Linked DNA regions of Triticum aestivum: region 1 is linked to region 2. Evidence: chromatin contacts called from public Hi-C data. All regions are on one chromosome and are shown on one strand. The core of a region is the stretch at or near the end of the contact, and the rest is flanking DNA. Distances in the headings are between cores, read along the strand shown. Region 1 holds the start of LOC123061814 (serine/arginine-rich-splicing factor SR34). Region 2 holds the start of LOC123061813 (AP2/ERF and B3 domain-containing protein Os01g0693400).

Region 1 (4,820 bases), core at 775-3,274, 220 kb after region 2:
TCCTGAATAAGTAACTTAAGCAATGTAAGTAAATAAAGAAGAACAGACATCGTCAACCAAACTCAATGGACACCAAACTCAAAATGTATAAACAGAAGTTGTGCACAATTCCTGTACCTTGAGATCTTGCCATGACGCTGACGAAGGTAAACCATCAACCATAACTGTGTGGCTCACAACAAGAAAAGAAAAATGAGAATTCCCATCCGGACATATCAATCAACTCATTAACAAGACAGAAGTACAAACCTCGGAACTCAGAGCGCCTAGAAACACCTCCACGGCGTCCATTGCTAAAGCTGCTTGGGCGATCATACGAGTAAGATTGAGCTCTTCCACCATGAGCTAATTCCACCTGAGAGATGAACTTCTCAAACAACAGGCACAAGAAAGCAGTCTTTGCTTTGAACCAAAAAAGGCAACACGCAGTACATGCATACCCGCAGCCTGCAGCCGTCAAAGTCATACCCATCACGGCCATAAATTGCATCATCAGCATCACGGGGATCCTCAAACTAAAGAAGATCATTCTTTGTTAGCATCCAATAATTAGTTATATAAGAAATGAAAACTTAGTTAAGAGAGTAAGTTTAATGCCAAAATAAGAACAATGAGGCTTCTATCATGAATTCTGAGTATAAACCTCTACATGACCATGACAGAATACTGACCTCAACAAAAGCGTAACCAGGAGGCCTTGGAGGAATCTTCAAGTCAATATCGACAATACAGCCATACTGCATAATGATACACAAAATTAAGGCATGAATAAATCTGTTTTAATTCCTTACAATGCGATGTACATGAGGTGCAACCTATATCATACTAGTTTCCTTACTATGTACAAGTTAAACTGAAAAATGGTCAAGAACTTCATCAGTTTGTGCTATAGCCAATTATCTTTACATAATTGCCAAAGCCACAAGAAAAGCTAGTGCAAGAATCATTACACAAAATTGAATATTTACCTTGTAAAAGAGATCCTCAACCTCCCTCTCACGAATGTCCCCAGGGAGATTGCCTACATAAATGGTGCAGCTGTTGCGCCTGCCCATTGTTTCTGCAGTTAAATAAAATAAAATAAAGGTCATACAGCCTATACATGAATATGTAGATGTTCTTTTATGCAAAACATACTACTACTAGCTAGAATGGTGCAGATAAGCATTAGAAGCACAAGCTGGTATAGCAATAGAAGAAAATAAAATTGCCGCCTAAGTAATTGACAGGAAAGAAAGCAGGAAGACAAATTTCATACTCATGTATTTCCAGAATATTATATGTCTACCAGATTTTGCCGATTTAACTACAGAATAGATAATACAACTATCAGAATCAGAGTGCGACCTCAGCTTCCGTCGTCTATCTTCTCACTACAGGAATTAGTGCTAGTAAAAACTTCAGAATTGTTCAACAGACTCTGGACAGTTGGACAGAACACCTTGTTAAAACCTAATCCAAATCTCACATGAGCATGATACCCAAAAGGCCAAAACCGATCTCAATGGTCACCATTCGGAGGGAAATTTGCCCAATCTTGGAACGCCACTACGCACTACCAAGGTTTTCTCTGCTCGAGAATAAGATTTCACGGTATCTGTAACGCTCCATGGCGTAGATGAAACGAACTCCAGAACAGAAACGCTGGATACAATCAGCCCCTCATCGCGATTCACAAAAGGTGCAAATTTTATCTGTGCCTGCGGCACAAAACAGAGGTGGAAGGAGGACGAACCGCGGATTTCTAATCGCGAAAAAAACTTGCCACCGCCTGTAGAACGACGGGAAAAGCTGCCGAGAGATTCGGGCGGGGGCAAGCGCGGCGGAGACGGGAGAAACTGACGGAGAACTCAACTGGCAGGTGGCGATCGAAGAAATCAATCAATCAAGATGGACAAATGTTCCGAGGTTTTCGGCTGAAGTAGCTGCGGGGCAGAGAGGTAAGGCCGGCGGGTCGAGAAGCTTCGGGACTCCGCAGGCGACGCCGCGTGGAAATGCCGCTACGCCAAAAGGTACGTATTGGTTTTCTCAACAACAGAAAAGAGTAAAATTCGTTCACGGTGACTTGTCCGGTGCGCGCAATTTAGTCGGTGATTTCACAAAGTGATAAACACGGCTAGATACCCGTAAAAAAACACGGCTAGATTAGGTGTCTATTTTTTACCACGTGGCACAGTTTGACTCGTGGTACACCACCACCTTAGTGATTAGGGGCCACAGTGATGCTTCGTGTTTTTTGGCTAGCGCTATCTTGGCCTGCCCACAGCAACAGGCAAGATCACCAGTGACACTTTCGTTTATATGGTTGAAAGAGCGCGCGCGCACATGCAGGGATGGTCGGAGCGCTACTAGCTTGTGCTGCGAGAGAAGCGCTCCTAAAATCCGTAATCCAAGCAATTCCTACCTTCAGCATGTCGTGTTTTCTCCTGATCAAGAAAGTATGTAAGACTCTGACATCAGGTATGGCAAAGTTCTTTTGAGCAGTTCCATTGATGGGCGGTCTATGCATTGGATATCATGGGATAAACTAGCTACACCGAAATGCAAAGGTGGAATGGGCTTTCGTGATCTCCGCATGTTCAACCTAGCTCTTTTGGGGAAGCACGGATAGCGCTTTATGACTAACCTCAACACTCTATGCGCTCGGGTTTTGAAGGGCCGTTACTTCCCAGATTGTGAGTTTCAGCTCGCCACAGTACCAAAAGCCGCATCTGCTACTTGGCGAGCCATCGTTGCCGGTCGAGAGGCCCTCGATGCTGGCCTTATCAAACGCGTGGGCACCGGTTCAACCATATCCATATGGGAGGACCGATGGATTCCTTCGACAGTATCTATGACTCCCATGCTGAGACCTCAAAATGCTTTTGTTCAGTTGGTTAGTGAGCTGATCGACACTGACAACTAGACATGGAAGACGGAGTTAGTACATGAGCTGTTTATCAGCCCCGATGCACAAGCTATTCTGAACATACCTTTGTGCCGGGGGTGGTGATGATTTTATGGCATGGGCACATGAAAAATCTGGCATCTACACAGTCAAATCAGCGTACCGGTCTCTAGTGAACAAAAAAGAGCGTTTTGCTCTCGAAGAAGGGACTGGTATCGGGTCTTCAACTGACAACGCAGAGCTATGGCGTGCCTTATGGAAACTCAATGTGATGCCTAAAGTTCGGGACTTCTACTGGCGAGTCTTGAGAGGCATTATTCCGGTGGAATGTACCTTGAAGCAGCGCCATATTCAGGAGCTCGGAAGATGCAAAATCTGCATGGCCATGGATGAGGATTTAGCTCACGCACTCATTCACTGTTCGCATGCAAAGCAATTCTGGGTGCAAGCTCAACAGTTACTTGATTTCTCTCTACCGAAGCTACACCCAAGCACTTGGTCTCATGACATTTTATGTGACCAACTTTTCTCAGAGAAGAAGCGAGCGATCATAGTCACAGTGATGTGGGCGATCTGGCACTCTCGGAATCGTCTCACACATGATCAGGAGAAACTTGACCCGTCTACTTCTGTGAGACGCATTAAAGAAGATCTAGCGATCTTGGATATACTTCGGCCAGACCTAAAAATCTTGCCAGGTTATGGGTGGCGGCCCCCTGATGGAACGATCATCAAAATAAACACCGACACAGCAATTCATCTGGATGGCGGCAATGGTGGAGCAGGGGGGGTGGCACGATCAGTTGGTCGCCTCTTGGGAGCATGGAGCAAACCCCTTGTGGGTGTCACGGACCCCCTTATAGCTGAAGCCATGTCTGTACGGGAAGGCGTGCGCTTTGCGAACCTCAGAGGATTTCAGGAGGTGATCATCGAAACCGATTGTCTGGAGGACGTGGAACTCTGGAAGAATCGTCACAACTCCTTCGTGATTGTGGCACCGTTGTTTTATGAGATAGGAGAGCTAGCTACTGCTTTTTCTTATGTTGATTTTCTTCATGTAATCCGGTCAGCAAACTACCCAGCTCATCTCTGTGCCAAGCGTGCTTGCACACTGAGTATGACTGAAAGTTGGCTGAAAGAGACCCCTAGCTTCCTGGTGAGTAGCCTGCTGGCTGACGATCCAGCGAATGCTTTTGTTTGAATAAAGCTCTCACTATTGCCTGCAAAAAAAGTGATGCTTCGTGTTTAGTTTTATAGTAGCGTGTCATCTGGCTTGTTTTCTTTCTTTCCGGAAAAAAAGCGATCTTGCGAGGAGAGGTTAGATTTCTTGTGCCGAGAAGTGCATGGATGAATCCGGATAAACCCATTTTAAAAAACACATTTCTAAATTTAAAAAAATCTGAAAAAAATTGCACGAGTGTTCTATGTGCGTGCATAAAGTTTCACGGAAAAATAACTCTTTTATGGCCTGTGCAAAAACGACAAAAAATATGCCGTGGGACACTATTTAGAAGCACTGCAATTTGCGTTTTTTGCTGAGGCAAAACAAAAAGACATTTTTTCATAAAATTGTACCGCGTACACACATTTCCGAACATGTATGGGTGTTGTTTTCTTTTGTTTTTTTTTGACATTTCAAAACATGCTTAAAATGCATTTTTTTGAAAAGTTGGTGCATATGCCCATGGGTTTAGATGGTGCCCTCTCTTCTTGTGCCGTCCTTTGGCGGCTCCCCTCCGCCGACAATCTTACTCTTGTCAGTCATGAGGGTCATTGGATCCCCGCGCACGGATCGTGTAGCTATTGATTTTAGTGCCCTAGTAGCTCAGGTTTTTGGACTGTTCAATGTTTTGCCTTTGGCAACGCCGATAACGGCGTCGAATAAAGGAGCTCCAGATCGTCCTTGATGAGGCTTTCTGCTCTATGGCCGGTG
Region 2 (5,455 bases), core at 42-2,541:
AAAACCGCCGCTGCTAGCTGGAGACAAGGCATCGATCGAGCTAATGGTTCCAACCCTACGCTAGCGCCAGCTCTATGCATTGCTTCTTCAACGCCGCTGTCGGAGCCGGCGGCTTCACCATGTCTCTGGCCCTCTTGCACCCCGGCGACGCCGGCGCCGTCAGAAGGTCGACGCCGAAGATTCTCACGGCCTTGTGCACGGGCGCCGGCGACTGGTCCACGGGGTCTGCGGGGGCGGGGCTGTTGGTGCTCGGCCGCTGCTTGCAGTCAATGAAGAGCTTGCTGGCTTCGCCGGTGCTGCCGGCGGCGGCGCGGTAGAACCCGACGACGTCTCCGGCGCCGAGGCCCTTCTCCTTGACGAAGCGGCTCCAGCCCTTGGTGAGCACGTAGCTCTGGCTGCTGTTCCAGTACGAGTAGCGGAACCGCCACACCTTGCCGGCGGCGTCCTCGAAGTTGAGGAGCAGGCCCTTGCTCTCGCCGCCCGCGGCCGGGAGCTGCAGCGGGAAGTGCTTCTCCGCGTGCTGCTTCGGTATCACCAGCCGGTTCAGCTTGCCCACGTCGCTGGGCGTGACCGTCTTGTCGAACAGGTGCTCGCGCGCGGCGGCCGGGGTGGGAGGCGAGGCGTGGCCGTGCGAGGTGGTGGGCGCGGAGAGCGCGGCCGAGGCGGCGAAGGCGCGCTTGCTCTGGGCGAGCTCGTCGAAGTAAGTGTGCTTGCGCAGCATGTCGACGACCTCGGCCTTGGAGCGCGCGGCGAGGAAGCGGAGCTCGGCGGCGGCGTCGGGGTCGGCGTCGGCGAGCGGGCGGAAGTTGGTGACCGCGTCGCGGCCGCGGAAGCGCTGCGCGGCCACGTCGTAGGCGCGCGCGGCGTCGGCCTCCCCCGCGAAGGTGCCGAGCCACACGCGCTGGTGCCGCTCGTAGATCTGCGCGCCCCAGCGCCCGTTGGGCTGCGGCACCACGCCCTTGAACCTGGACGACGGCAGCTTCCCCGCCGGCGCCGCGCGGCCGCCGGAGTCGGCCTCGGAGCCCGGCTCGGCCGCGTCGAGCACCGCGCTGGCGCCGCTGCCCATGCGCTCGAGCGGCCCCGCCGCGGCCGCCGCCGCGGCGGCGGCCAGCGCCTTGAGCTTGTCCGTGGAGGCGGCGCCGCCGCTGCTGGTGTCGTCGGCGAGGCAGCTGGTGCTGTCCATTTCAGTAACGGCGCGACACTGGCGGCACTAGCTGTGGAGTATGGCTGTCTCTTCTGTTGGTAACTGATGCTATGATGGGTGGTAGTATCAATTGTAGGACGCTGAGGGGAGCGCGCGCGGGGGGATTTATAGGAAGGAAGGAGAGATCCCAGCGGCAGAGTGGGTGTCGTGTATGGCATGGGTGGGACGCTGCCGCTGCCATGCCCATACCATGCTCCGCGTGGCTCTTCCCGTGGTTTGCTACCTGTATTTTGCTCTGCTGTTTTTAATTCCAATTTTTTCCCTCGCTTTTCGGTGAATGCAAACCATATAAAAATGCTGCCGCTGTGTAGGGCTAATGCATTGACGTCACCCCCGTGGGCTGAGACATAGATACGTGGTCAGAGCGTGGCTCGCCGATGGGCTGGCCTTGGTGTGGGTCACTCATCAGCTCATGGGTTGGCTCAAGGGCTATCCATCTATGCCTAGATGATGAAGGTAGATGGATACTCTAGGTAGATCGTTTTTTTAGAAAAGGAGGATGACCCCCGGCCTCTGCATCTGGGAGATGCATACGGCCACTTTATTGATTATTCTCGATAACCATACAAAGTATTACAACAATGTGTCTGAATCCACCATCTTGGCAACATGTGCCGCTACTCCTATCCAATATGATGAGGGGGTGCTAGCTGGGCCACTACCCAAACCACTCACCTAAGCCTAACATCAAAAGCCGGAAACCGAAACTCATTCGGTAACCCCAGCCGAGCCACATACTGGGTCTGAGGCGCAATCCGGTCAGACGCACTCGTGTGTCGTCGCCGCCATCTTCCACAGGTCCGTCTTCAGATCAAATTGAGGCTTCTACCTTGTCTGGCCAGTCTGCCATCGACGTCCCCATGACGCCAGACAGCTTCCTCCTCCTGCACGAGTCCATCTCCGCGCATCAGACGCCGAGTCTCCACAGCACCATGCCGCCGAGATCCGCCATCATCAATGTGAAAGATGAAGCACCGCTCCACCAACGTCGCCGTCCTCTAGTCCCTCGAGCCCGTGTGCACCTCCAAGAATGACGCCCCCAGGGGGGGAAGACGACACCAGAGAGCCGCCGCCATCCGATCTACTGATCTAGGGTTTCCCCCGGAGGTAGCAGAGAGTGGCCTTGAACATCTCCACGACGATGCCTTCAGGAAGGGAACGACGCAGACAGCGTCGCCATCGCCGGCCTTGGCAATAGCCAATAGCAGGTTTTCACCCGGATCTGATCGAAGACCTCCATCTCTCGTGCACGGGTCGCCGCCATCCTTGCCGGGATCTGGAAGATCCCGCAAGCCAGATCTCAGTAGGGAGGAGCCCCCCCCCCCCCCACCGAGACCCGCCGGCCAAGCAGGGGAGGCCGAGGCCGCGCCCACAGGACATGCCCGCGCCGCCGCCCCGGAGCAGCCCCGCGCGCCAAGAGGCGAGGACCACCACCATGACTCCCGCCGCACCGCCGCCAGGAGCTCGACCACTCCGCAGCACGCCGTGCCGCCGCACCCGTCAACCAGTCCGGCGCCCAGGCCCGGCGGATCTGGCCCGCGCCTGACCACCCGCGCGAGGGGACGAAGGAGGCCCCGCCGCCGCCTGCGCAGACCGGGCTTCGCCCGGCCACGCCCTCCAGCGGCGGCGAGGGGAGTAGGGAGGGAGAGGGGGCCGAGCGGAGGAGATCGGGGCGCCCTCCCCGGCCGCCTCGCGGGTGGCGGCGCGGGAGGGAGGGAGGGAGGGATGGTCCCACTCTAGGTAGATCGTAGCATGGTCTACGGATGGAAAAGATGGTTCTTGTTGCGGATGATGTGAGCTGGCCGCCCCATGGGCGCAGCTGTTTGCCATGTCACGCCGGATGCCTTCTCCTTTCTATATGGCTTTGCTTTGGAGTGTCCCTTTTTTCAGATGAGGTTTGTGGCGGAATTATTGTTGCTCACGCAAGTGGATTGGGCTTATGCTATGCGTGTTTTCAGATAGATATAGATGGATAGATGGATGCTGTGTGCTGGCTTGTCGCAGTGTGACGTGGACTAGCGAGGAGAGGACCCTATTTCTGGAAGTTTTTGGAGGCGGCCGGTCATCTACAACTTCACCATCCACAGGGAGTTGATCTTAGCCGCGGAAGGGTACTGGGTACGGTACAAACAAGAAACTACTCATGCAATTGTCCGTCCATACGTGACAGGGACATGATCCGGATCGACCGGACAGAAAAGTCCAGCACTTGTAGATAACACACTGGGCACACTCCGTTGGCTTAATCATACATACAGAAAACAACTAGCCAAGTTATTAAGCCGCTGCCTCCAGGATAATGTTTTGTGCTACAACGGTGGTGATAAGTCGGCGCACGGCACGCAAAGCTGCTTCACCGGCCGGCAAGTGGGCTGTGGAGTTTTCCTGGGTGCGCCGTGCTCGGTAAATCCGGTCAGATCTGTTCGATGTGGCCGAGCTCGCCGTGCAAGTGGGCGGGCTACGAAACAGTGGAGCAATTGCGAATTTGCAACGGCGACGCTCGCCCGCGGTCACGGCTCGGGGAATTCCACGTGCATTGCTTGTGCAGCTATGGCATCTACTGTAGCCAAGCCGTGTGGGGGAAATTGAGTATACGCACTACTGGTAGTGTATAGACGGGAAGAAATGGGAACCGCGACGTGTGTAATTGGTGTTTTTTCTCTGCCGGAGACTTTGATCTCTGCGTGTTTTTCACGGTTGACAGCTGAAACTTGGAATGCATGGCGTGCCTGCTGCCAAGTTTCGGGCAGCTAGTCACGCTAGAAAATGGGAAGACTATGGGTAGAAGAAGGCTCTTCTCATTGGCTGTGTGGTTGGGTTGCTCAGGTTCATCGGGTCATTGTCCTGGAGAAAAATATCCCATGGAATGGAATGGAACGGATTTAATTACGTGGAGAATAGTAGTAGTGTTGACCTGTTGGGTAAGGGTTGACTGACTTTGTTTTCCTTGTGTGGGATGTGAAGCTCTCCCATCCACGGATTGCTCGGCTATGTGTTATCTTCTACGTGCTACTTGACTGACTTTGTGTTTCCTAAGCTCTTGAATAAACTGACAATTATTATTTTCAGAAAAGAGGACAGCCTTCGGTCTCTACATCGATTGATGCATACAGGGTTACAAAATTCGTGAATTTCGTTGGGGGTCCAAAATAAAGGAACTGCGGTCTAATTTGGCCAAAAGAAATCAGCCATCCGAACAAATATTTATGAATATAAAATTGGAACTTCGTTTTATAAAACAATTTGCTCCATCAAAATGAAAAAAAACGTTCAACTTGTTGCAGAACGTTGTGTGCTCAACTCCCACTCAAAGAAATATCCCTCCCCCTCTCCTTTGTTTGAATTTTAAATCTAATTTCACAGTATGATTTAGAAATCCAGACGAAATTTAGAAATATTGTCTGGTCCGGTTTTTTTCTTTTGAAAACTGAACCGTGGAACAATTGTTCCATGGTATGTATTTTCATCAATAAGTAAACGAGTATGGTACAAATAGGGGGGAGCAAAAGAGAAGAAACATACGAAAAATTACTCAAAAATACAAAAAGATTCATCCTATGCCAGCTCTAGGGAACATGCAAAACATGTTAAAAGTTTAGAACAAACCACTCATGGAGACAAACAACATGTTCGCTCTGAATTCTATGAGCAAGAAGCTCCAAATCTACTTTAGGGCATGTCTTCGGGCTTGAATGGAGTGATTAGTGTGCATGAAGATATTTCATTTTTCTAGATCCACATATTCCAGCATGCCAAAATAATAATCTCCATACTATAAGCAAAAGGCATGGCTTCCATAGCAAACAAAGTGTCATTATAAACCAAAGTGCTCCTTTTCCTACCAGGAGGGAATCCCAACAGTTCAAGGCAAAATGACAGTCCCATAAAAGATGCATTAAGGTTTCTTCAGTGTTCTGATTGCATAAAGGACAGTTGTATGTATTCATGTGGAATCCTTTTCTTTTTAACAGAGACCTTGTGTCTACTATGAAGAGCCAACCAATAGAAGATTCTATGTTTGAGTCTGCTCACAATTTTCCAAATCTTCTCAAACAGCCGAGGATAACACAACCCCGATTAACATCCTATAGATTCTTATGGAGGAGTATTTTGCAAACGAACCAACACTACTCGATATATATGTATTCAATTGATTGCGTGTTAGCACTTGAGAAAAATTTATAGGAGATAAAAGGCTTGAGTAGAAAGTGGGAGATGGAAATGATGAGTCCAGGTTTGAATGGACAAGAA

What was found. Hi-C and Micro-C count contacts between places; a contact is called where the count stands out from the background.
Region 1: a Hi-C map of leaf shows a contact between it and region 2, with 3 times the contacts expected there. The contact joins the promoter of LOC123061814 here to the promoter of LOC123061813 in region 2. A contact is called at or near these places in 2 of 5 Hi-C or Micro-C datasets (both in leaf) and 1 of 1 datasets of contacts at active chromatin or transcription factors (leaf).

The regions. Positions count from the first base shown.
Region 1 is chr3A:493,873,956-493,878,775 of IWGSC CS RefSeq v2.1, forward strand. It overlaps LOC123061814 (serine/arginine-rich-splicing factor SR34), which reads right to left and starts at 2,025. Exons shown (of 14, transcript XM_044485090.1): 1 at 1,856-2,025; 2 at 969-1,060; 3 at 672-737; 4 at 441-515; 5 at 250-355; 6 at 118-164; 7 at 1-2. The coding sequence starts at 1,055.
Region 2 is chr3A:493,653,142-493,658,596 of IWGSC CS RefSeq v2.1, forward strand. It overlaps LOC123061813 (AP2/ERF and B3 domain-containing protein Os01g0693400), which reads right to left and starts at 1,292. Exons shown (of 1, transcript XM_044485088.1): 1 at 1-1,292. The coding sequence starts at 1,183. The coding sequence ends at 56.